Regions from separate parts of the Sus scrofa genome. Here region 2 is linked to region 1. A link is a contact called in public Hi-C data. All regions are on one chromosome and are shown on one strand. The core of a region is the stretch at or near the end of the contact, and the rest is flanking DNA. Distances in the headings are between cores, read along the strand shown. Region 1 holds the start of REXO2 (oligoribonuclease, mitochondrial). Region 2 overlaps NXPE2 (NXPE family member 2).

The links. Hi-C and Micro-C count contacts between places; a contact is called where the count stands out from the background.
Region 2: a contact with region 1 is called in a Hi-C map of subcutaneous adipose tissue, with 1.8 times the contacts expected there. The contact joins the enhancer-like site here to the promoter of REXO2 in region 1. A contact is called at or near these places in 1 of 5 promoter capture datasets (liver) and 3 of 47 Hi-C or Micro-C datasets (embryonic fibroblasts, liver and subcutaneous adipose tissue).

What each region holds. Positions count from the first base shown.
Region 1 is chr9:41,975,585-41,979,506 of Sscrofa11.1, forward strand. REXO2 (oligoribonuclease, mitochondrial) reads left to right here and starts at 2,385. Exons shown (of 7, transcript XM_003129878.3): 1 at 2,385-2,688; 2 at 3,661-3,744. The coding sequence starts at 2,542.
Region 2 is chr9:42,197,793-42,201,582 of Sscrofa11.1, forward strand. The region is part of intron 4 of NXPE2 (NXPE family member 2); the gene reads left to right. It also overlaps the pseudogene LOC100524035. Among named protein-coding and RNA genes, the nearest start is that of NXPE2, 26 kb to the left of the region's middle. Within about 2 kb of position 2,114, at least 6 of the 83 cell types and tissues checked have an H3K27ac peak or open chromatin away from gene starts, as enhancers often do. A contact at or near this core is called in subcutaneous adipose tissue, where this site is marked.

The sequences.
Region 1 (3,922 bases), core at 1,135-3,634:
CATTTGTGCAATGTAGGGGGTCGAGTCACCTTCAAAGTCCCATCTAGCTCGAACAACCTAGGATCTCTTGAGGCTGGGTATGTGAGGTCTGGCAGAACTGCTATGCCCACTCCTACTCTTATGACCTTAAACCCAGAGGGACCAGAAACATTTCAGTCTGACTACCAGCAACGTGGAAAAGCTGACTCAGTCCTGTTGCCTTAGAAACTACAAAGTTAAGATAAATGTGGAATGCTGTGTCTGGAAACCTCTTATCTGAATCTCTGCCCCTGGGCTGGTCGTTGAGGCAACTTCTCTGTGTCAAAGTGACCCAGGTGGCCCAGATACTTTAAGAGGAGCTGTTATACTCTCTCTGAAATGACTTCCAACAGCAAAGTTCCCCATAGTCTGTGATTTTAGAGGACAAGATTTCTTGGCACTTATCCTTTGTGATTAATTAACAAAAGCAGTTCTTAAAGATTAACAACAGAATTGAAAAAGCAAAGTTCTGAGCACAGTGTTGTGACTTTGAGATACATAATGTTAAGAAAGGAAAAGGGAACACAATGATTGAGTCACTGTGGGACAAGGCTGCTTTAAGATTATAGGGCCCAATACATGTATATATTTTTGGCTGTACCTGTGGCATGTAGAAGTTCCCAGGCAGGAATCGAACCCGAGCCACAACGGTGACAACACTGGATCCTTTACCTGCTGTGCCCAAAAGGAAATCCAAGGGCCCATATTTTGTGTCTGCCCTCTCTTTATTTACATGGTTTGGATTTGTGAATTTGGTGCATACATCTTTCTGCTTTGGGACATTAACCTTTAAGATTTTCAATTGAATGTTATTACACACAAAACCCAATAGACTATACAGCTTCTTACATTATAATACCATTCATCTAAAATGTGTTTTTATTGTTATAATGAAAGTACATTGCTATGAAAACCAAAGTTTCAAAACCATCCACACAACATTTACTACTCAATATTTTAAAATTATGATCATAAGTTTTCAGGATACACCTTCTTAAATGTAAATAGCATTTCATAAATTATAATTTGTAATAAAACTGCTTAGTGTTCCAGTAGTATCTTTGAAAAACAAAGGGTGTTCTTTGAAAATATGAACAAATAATGACACTTCAGGAGAATAAAAAGTGCAACTGATAAAAGCTTATATACTTCAGTGGATTCTAATTTATATGAATCAGGTTTAAAACCAGGGAAAAAACTAAAGAAATGTAGACCATTTCTTATAAAGTAGCAAGTCAGTAAAAAGCTATGGCAAACAATGTGACTCATCAGGCAACTCAGAATATATACACACTGTGCTCATATGTATACATTTACACACCATTCATTGGATGACACTTCAAAGGGATTTTCTCTGTGACCTGGCAGAGATATTGAAGGTGAAATCCAGGACTCTGTATTATCCTTAATGCTCTTATTAGGCAACAAAGTTTCTCTCTCAAAAAACCAGCTCACCAGGTTTGAATTACATGCGATGGACCACCAGCTCAATTAGAGGCAATATGGCTTTCAGAAAAATACCCAGAATACAGTTCCAGGTTGAGTGCAATGCTTGTGACAAAGTCATACTCAAAGCCCAAACTTGATACTGAATAGCCAAAGATTTTAGAGACTCATGCTATTTGACACTCCAGGGTCAAAAGATCCTGTTGGTGGGAATGGAAACTACCGGTGTTATTGGAGGAGATTAAAAATACTTTGATCAAAACCAAAGCAGATTGAAGAGTGGGCAGAGCTCTTTTTAGTTCACTTTAACTTGCTGCATAGATTTGTTATACAAGGAGAAGATTCAACTTTGTGAACGTGTCAGGGTGAAGTAGGAAGTCATTACCACTAACATCGAACAGCTGAACTGAAACACAGCCCACGGGACATCCCTCAGTAAGCAATAAGGAGTAAATCCTTTGCCGACGAAGAAGACTTTTATTCAGCACCTAACAAGTGCTAAGTTACCTCTCAGATAAGATCTTTTAAAGGTTTCCAAAAGATTTGATGATAGTAGAATTGGCCTTCCGGCCTAAAAAAGAGCATATCGCCCTGCTGTCTCATGTAAAGGAGAAAAATACCCAGTGTGTGGAGCGGAGCAGCAGGTAAGTAAAAAGGAGGTTAAAAAGAGTAAAAAAAGAAAAATATATTTGAAAAAAATAAAAAATAGGTAACAAGTCTTTTTTACCAAACGAACTAAGAGAGTTTTTTCTCAGCTAGGCGGCTTGCAACTAATCCAAATTCAGGAAATAACTCTTCAAAAGGAATAAACTTAGTTCGGAAAAACAGGCGCGTCCAGTAACACCCGAAAACACGTGGCGGGGGCGGGGAAATTGGTCGCAACACCAGGCAAGACTCTAAGTCCCATCACGCCATTCGGCAACTAAGTCCGACTGTTCATGGCGAGCCGGCGCATTGGATGCTGGGACTAGTGGTTTTTGCTCCGGCGCTTCCCCGCGGGTTTGCGACGTTTAGCGACTATCGCGCCTGCGCCAGCGCCGGCTGAGAGGCTGGGGCCGTGGCGGCTCGTGCCGGGTGATGCTAGGCGGCTCCCTGGGTTGCAGGCTGTTGCGAGGTGTGGGTGGGACTCGCAGGCAGTTCGGGGCGCGGGGTGTCCGCGAAGGTGGCGCAGCCATGGCGGCGGGGGAGAGCATGGCTCAGCGGATGGTCTGGGTGGACCTGGAGGTGAGTCAGGTCGGTTGGGGGGTGAGGGAAGGCGAGTGAGGTTTCGCGCGTGGCATCAAGTAGCCGAGCCTGTCCGGGGAGAGCGGCGGTGTTTGGATCTCAGGTGTGGCAGGTGAGCGCCGCTCGGTTGTGGGCGGCGCGGGGCAGGGCGCGGGGCAAGAGTCCTGTGGGTTTGGGGGACTGTGCCCGACTGTAGGCTTTCTTTTCCAAAGGGAGGAGTCATCCATATGGCTTCCCCAACCCCTCAATTCCTCCCAGATGTGGACCTCCCTAACGCTTGGGGCCCTTTGGGCTCGGGGTCCCAGGGGTGGAGGTGGGCAATGCGGCTCTGCCAGACCCGACTTCCCAGCCTCCCGGGACCTTAGGTTGTTAGAGCTAGACGGGACTCCGGAGATGACTCAGCCTTACCCCATATTCCATAAATGAGAAAACTGAGGCCCAGAGAGAGAAAGGATTCAGCTCATTCAAGGTCGTGCTGTTAGTGAGGATCTGAGTTGGGACTCCAACCTAGTTCTTATCCTTTTAGGTTTTCCATACTCAACCAAGGACTCTCTCCTTCCCTTGAGCCTCAGTTTTCTCCTATGTGAAATGGGGATAATAATGCAAAATTGTGATGAAGACCAAGTGACGTAATTAATATAAAAACTTTGTAAACTCTGTACAAAGATGTAGTGATGTTAGTTATCCAACTCTTCCAAAATTGGATGCTGTCAGCACTCAATTTTGCTTGCTTTGCATCTGCCCCAGAGTAGAACTGTGATGCCGGACATGTAGCAGGCCCTTGGTAAATGTCTGTTGGACCAAAAACTCATATTGAGCGCCTTAAGTACTTGGCCAGGGAGTGTTATTGTCTCTTCTTTCCTGGCTCTGGGATATAATTTGAGTATGCTTGAAGGGTTTCCTGTTAAATAAACTTGGGTACGGTAGACCAACAAGATGGTTTTTTTGTGTGTTACATATTTTCTATTGCAGATGACAGGATTGGACATTGAGAAGGACCAGATTATTGAGATGGCCTGTCTGATAACTGACTCAGATCTCAACATTTTGGCTGAAGTAGGTGATGCCTTGTAATAACCATACTTAGAGTGTATTAGAAATTGAAAGATCACTTTTTTCCACATCTCTTTATTTAAAAAATGCAGAAACTGGGGTCCCTATAGATTAAGGTCCCTATAGATTAATGCTGTCATTTACTGAGAGCTTACTGTGTGCTAGGCACAGTTCTAAGTGC
Region 2 (3,790 bases), core at 864-3,363, 220 kb after region 1:
ATCTGGAAAACAAAACAAAACAAAAACCTCAAAAAACTTTTATCCAAAATATACAAAGAACACTTTTTCTCCCATCTAGGATTATTTGGCCCATTTACATGTGAAAATGAAATAGAAACTATTTGACACATATATAACACATACAATTACTGAAACATCTATCTTTAGAATCTGAAATATGAGCTTTCGGATAAGGCTATAGCTATACATAACACACCAGTTTCCCAAAGTGAAAGATTCTCTTGTTTATCTCAAAATTGCCATGGAAATGATAGTTGTGCAATATTAAGCATCTTCTCTTAAGGGAACACTCTACCATTGCTTAAACATGAAATTTATCTTCACTGCACACATATCCTTTACCAAACCCATTTATTTTTCTTCTTTGGCCACACCTTTGGCATGCAGAAGAGTTCCCAGGCCAGGGATCAAACCCTCAACCACAGTGACCTGAGCCACAGCAGTGATAATGCCAGATCCTTAACCTGCTGAGCCAGCAGGAACTCATGCCAAACCCATTTGAAAATACTTTTATTTTGAAGCTTTATTTGATCAATCTCTCGTGTAGCCAAAACACTTTCTGGTCCTGCAGTCAAAATTTGGAGCATATTTTCAAGCAGAACTAGATCCCATAGATTCAAAGATCAGTATAAACTAAACCTCAGTAGTACAACCCATAGTAACCACATAATGAAGATGAAACATTTGCTACTAAGCTCGGTCAAAATTATACTCATGTGGAAGACACAAAATACATATTTTCTTTTAAAATGTTTATAGTAAAAATAAAGCAGCTAAGTGGTTTAATTTATTTCCTGCTTGTCAACTAAAGAGTTTCTCTCGTGTGTAGTGCAATTTAGTGGTTAAGACTACAGGTTCTGGAATCAGCCTCCCAGCTTTTGACTCACACTTCCCACCACTTATGAGCTCTGCACCCCGGGCCAAGTTATTTAAGTTTCTCTGGACCTCAGTTTCACTTTCTGAAGAGGGGAAGCAATTCTACTAGTTTCATAGGGCTGTTGTAAGGATACATTAGAAAATACTATTAAAGTGGTTAGAAGAGCATCAACACATAGAAAATATTTGCTTATTATTAATATTAAATAATACTATCATGATTCCTTATCTTGTTTCCTAATTTTCCATGTAAGTCTGCCAACTTAGAACATATTATTGCCATTAAGAGATGGGGTGTCTCTTGTTTATGTCTCCACAGCTAACACAATATGGGGTGCATAGCATGGACTTGCTATGTATTTTATGGAAGAGGGAAGGGAGGGAAGGAAAAAAGACAAATGAAGGAGGAAGGGAGGAGAGAGAAGGGGAGTGGAGAGAAAACAAAGAGTAAATCTGAGTATGTATAGTCAGGAGTAGAAAACCAATAATAATATGGCATGACTTCATGTTTGGGAGTAGAACTCTCTGATTAATTTCACAGATAACTTGGTTGTTTTCTAAATCTATTATTTTAATACCTTTTTTTTTTTTTTTTTTGTCTTTTGTCTTTTGTCAGGGCTGCACTCACGGCATATGGAGGTTCCCAGGCCAGGGGTCTAATCGGAGCTGTAGCTGCCAGCCTACGCCACAGCCATAGCAACTGAGGATTTGAACCACGTCTTCGACCTACACCACAGCTCACGGCAATGTTGGATCCTCAACCCACTGAGCAAGGCCAGGGATCAAACCTGCAACCTCATGGTTCCTAGTCGGGTTTGTTTCCACTGTGCCACAATGGGAACTCCAATACTTTTGATATATATGTACAATCAACAGTTTGAATACATGGCAGATGTGCTCGCTGGTTGAATTTCCCAATAGTTTAAAGCATTTAGTTCCCTTAGTTTATACACACAGAATGAAGCATAAATTCATGTACACAGGCTAATTCAAAGTTTAGGTTTTAGACTAGTTTACCTCAAAACCCATTTCTGGCTTTCCAGCCACTTCAGAGGTGCCCAAAGGCTGATTGGGGAGGTGAGGCCTGAGGCAGCTTCTACAATTTTTGAGCAGCCTGAGTCAGTACAAAATGGACCTGGTAATCCTGAGTTACATGGGTAGTCTACTGTGGCAACCAGATGTCTCACTCCTGGATCCTCCCAGCTGGCTCAATGACCATGTTATTGGGTTGACCTTTGAGTACTTGCCAACAGTCAATTTCGTGACTGCTCTGGCCACATCTGCTCCATTAGCCCTGAAGTTACTCAGTTCATCAAGTGCACTGGCAACCCAGTTACTAAAAAAAAAAAAAAAAAAAAAAAATGCCAGGGATAGATATTGATCAAACCATTATGTAGTTTAATTTATTAATTTAAAAGTGTTATAATCTTAACAAGAAGTAATAAGACAGTTATTCTATTTAAGATAAAAAAATTTTGGAATTGATTATGTACCAGATAGTGAAATTATGATTATGTATGGTAATAAAAAAGAATGACAATAGTGTGATAAAAGGTAGAAAAAAATTCAAAACTTGTAACTATTCTGTTAATTGTACTAAATCTAATTAGAATGAATTTAGGTAGTCTAAGTGATCTAGTTTGGCTGACTAGATTTTTCCATAATAGTTGATTTTCTCTTCCATTTGTACTGATAAACTTATTACAAAACATACTTGTTTATAATTTGAAGTGACCTATTTTTCATGATTTTCCAATAGTGCTTTTATAGAACATTTTCTCAAAATTTTGTGCTCAGGAGTTCCCTGGTGACTCAGCATGTTAAGGATCTGGTGTTGTTGCTGCCATGGCATGAGTTCAATCCATGGCCCAGGAGCTTCCACATGCCAAGGGTGCAGCCAAAAAATTTTTTTGTGCTCTACTGATAGGATATTTTTATCCACTAAATGAACATATTCTTGTTTAAAAAAATAGAATTGAATATTTAGAAAATGAAAATGTGGAAAACAGTCTAAGATTAGAAACAATAGAGGTATGTTACAAAGTAATTTATCAGTGCTTTAACTATAAACATTAAATACTTCTAAAAATGTCAGGACATGAACTAATAAAAATATTTTCTGCAAAATTGAGAGTCTACATGTTAAGATGTTTATTATATGAATAACTAACATTAACCAAGAAATTAAAAAACATTGGAAGAAAAAAGACCGAACAAAGGAAATAGACCATACAGGAGAGAATATTATCAGTAAAATAGGTGTTTGAAGGAAAATAAAGTTGGAACACACTAGTATTAAAATAAATGCAATTAAAAACAATATTTAAATCAGAGTTCCCGCTGTGGCACAGTGGGTTAAGAATCCAACTGCAGTGACTTGGGTTGCTGCAGAGGCCTGGGTTCAATCTCCAGCCTGGCACAGTGGGTTAAAGGATCTGGTATTGCTACAGCTGTGATGTAGGTGACCAGCTGTGGCTTGGGTTCGATACCTGGCCCAGAACCTTCCATAAGCCATTGAGTGCAGCCATAAAAAAATTATTTAAAAAAATTATTAAAAAAAAACCCAATAGTAAGTCTCCATCTTCATCTGTCAAATCTTTATTTTGTAAATTTGACAGATGAAGATGGAGACTTACTATTGGGTTTTTTTTTAATAATTTTTCATCTGTCAAATTTACAAAAAGGTATTTTTTTTTTTTTTGTCTTTCTGCCTTTTCTAGGGCCGCTCCTGCAGTATATGGGGGTTCCCAGGCTAGGAGTCTAATCGGAGCTGTAGCCACCAGCCTACGCCAGAGCCACAGCAACACGGGATCCGAGCCGCATCTGCAACCTACACCACAGCTCACGGCAACGCTGGATCCTTAACCCACTGAGCATTTTCACCATTCATTCA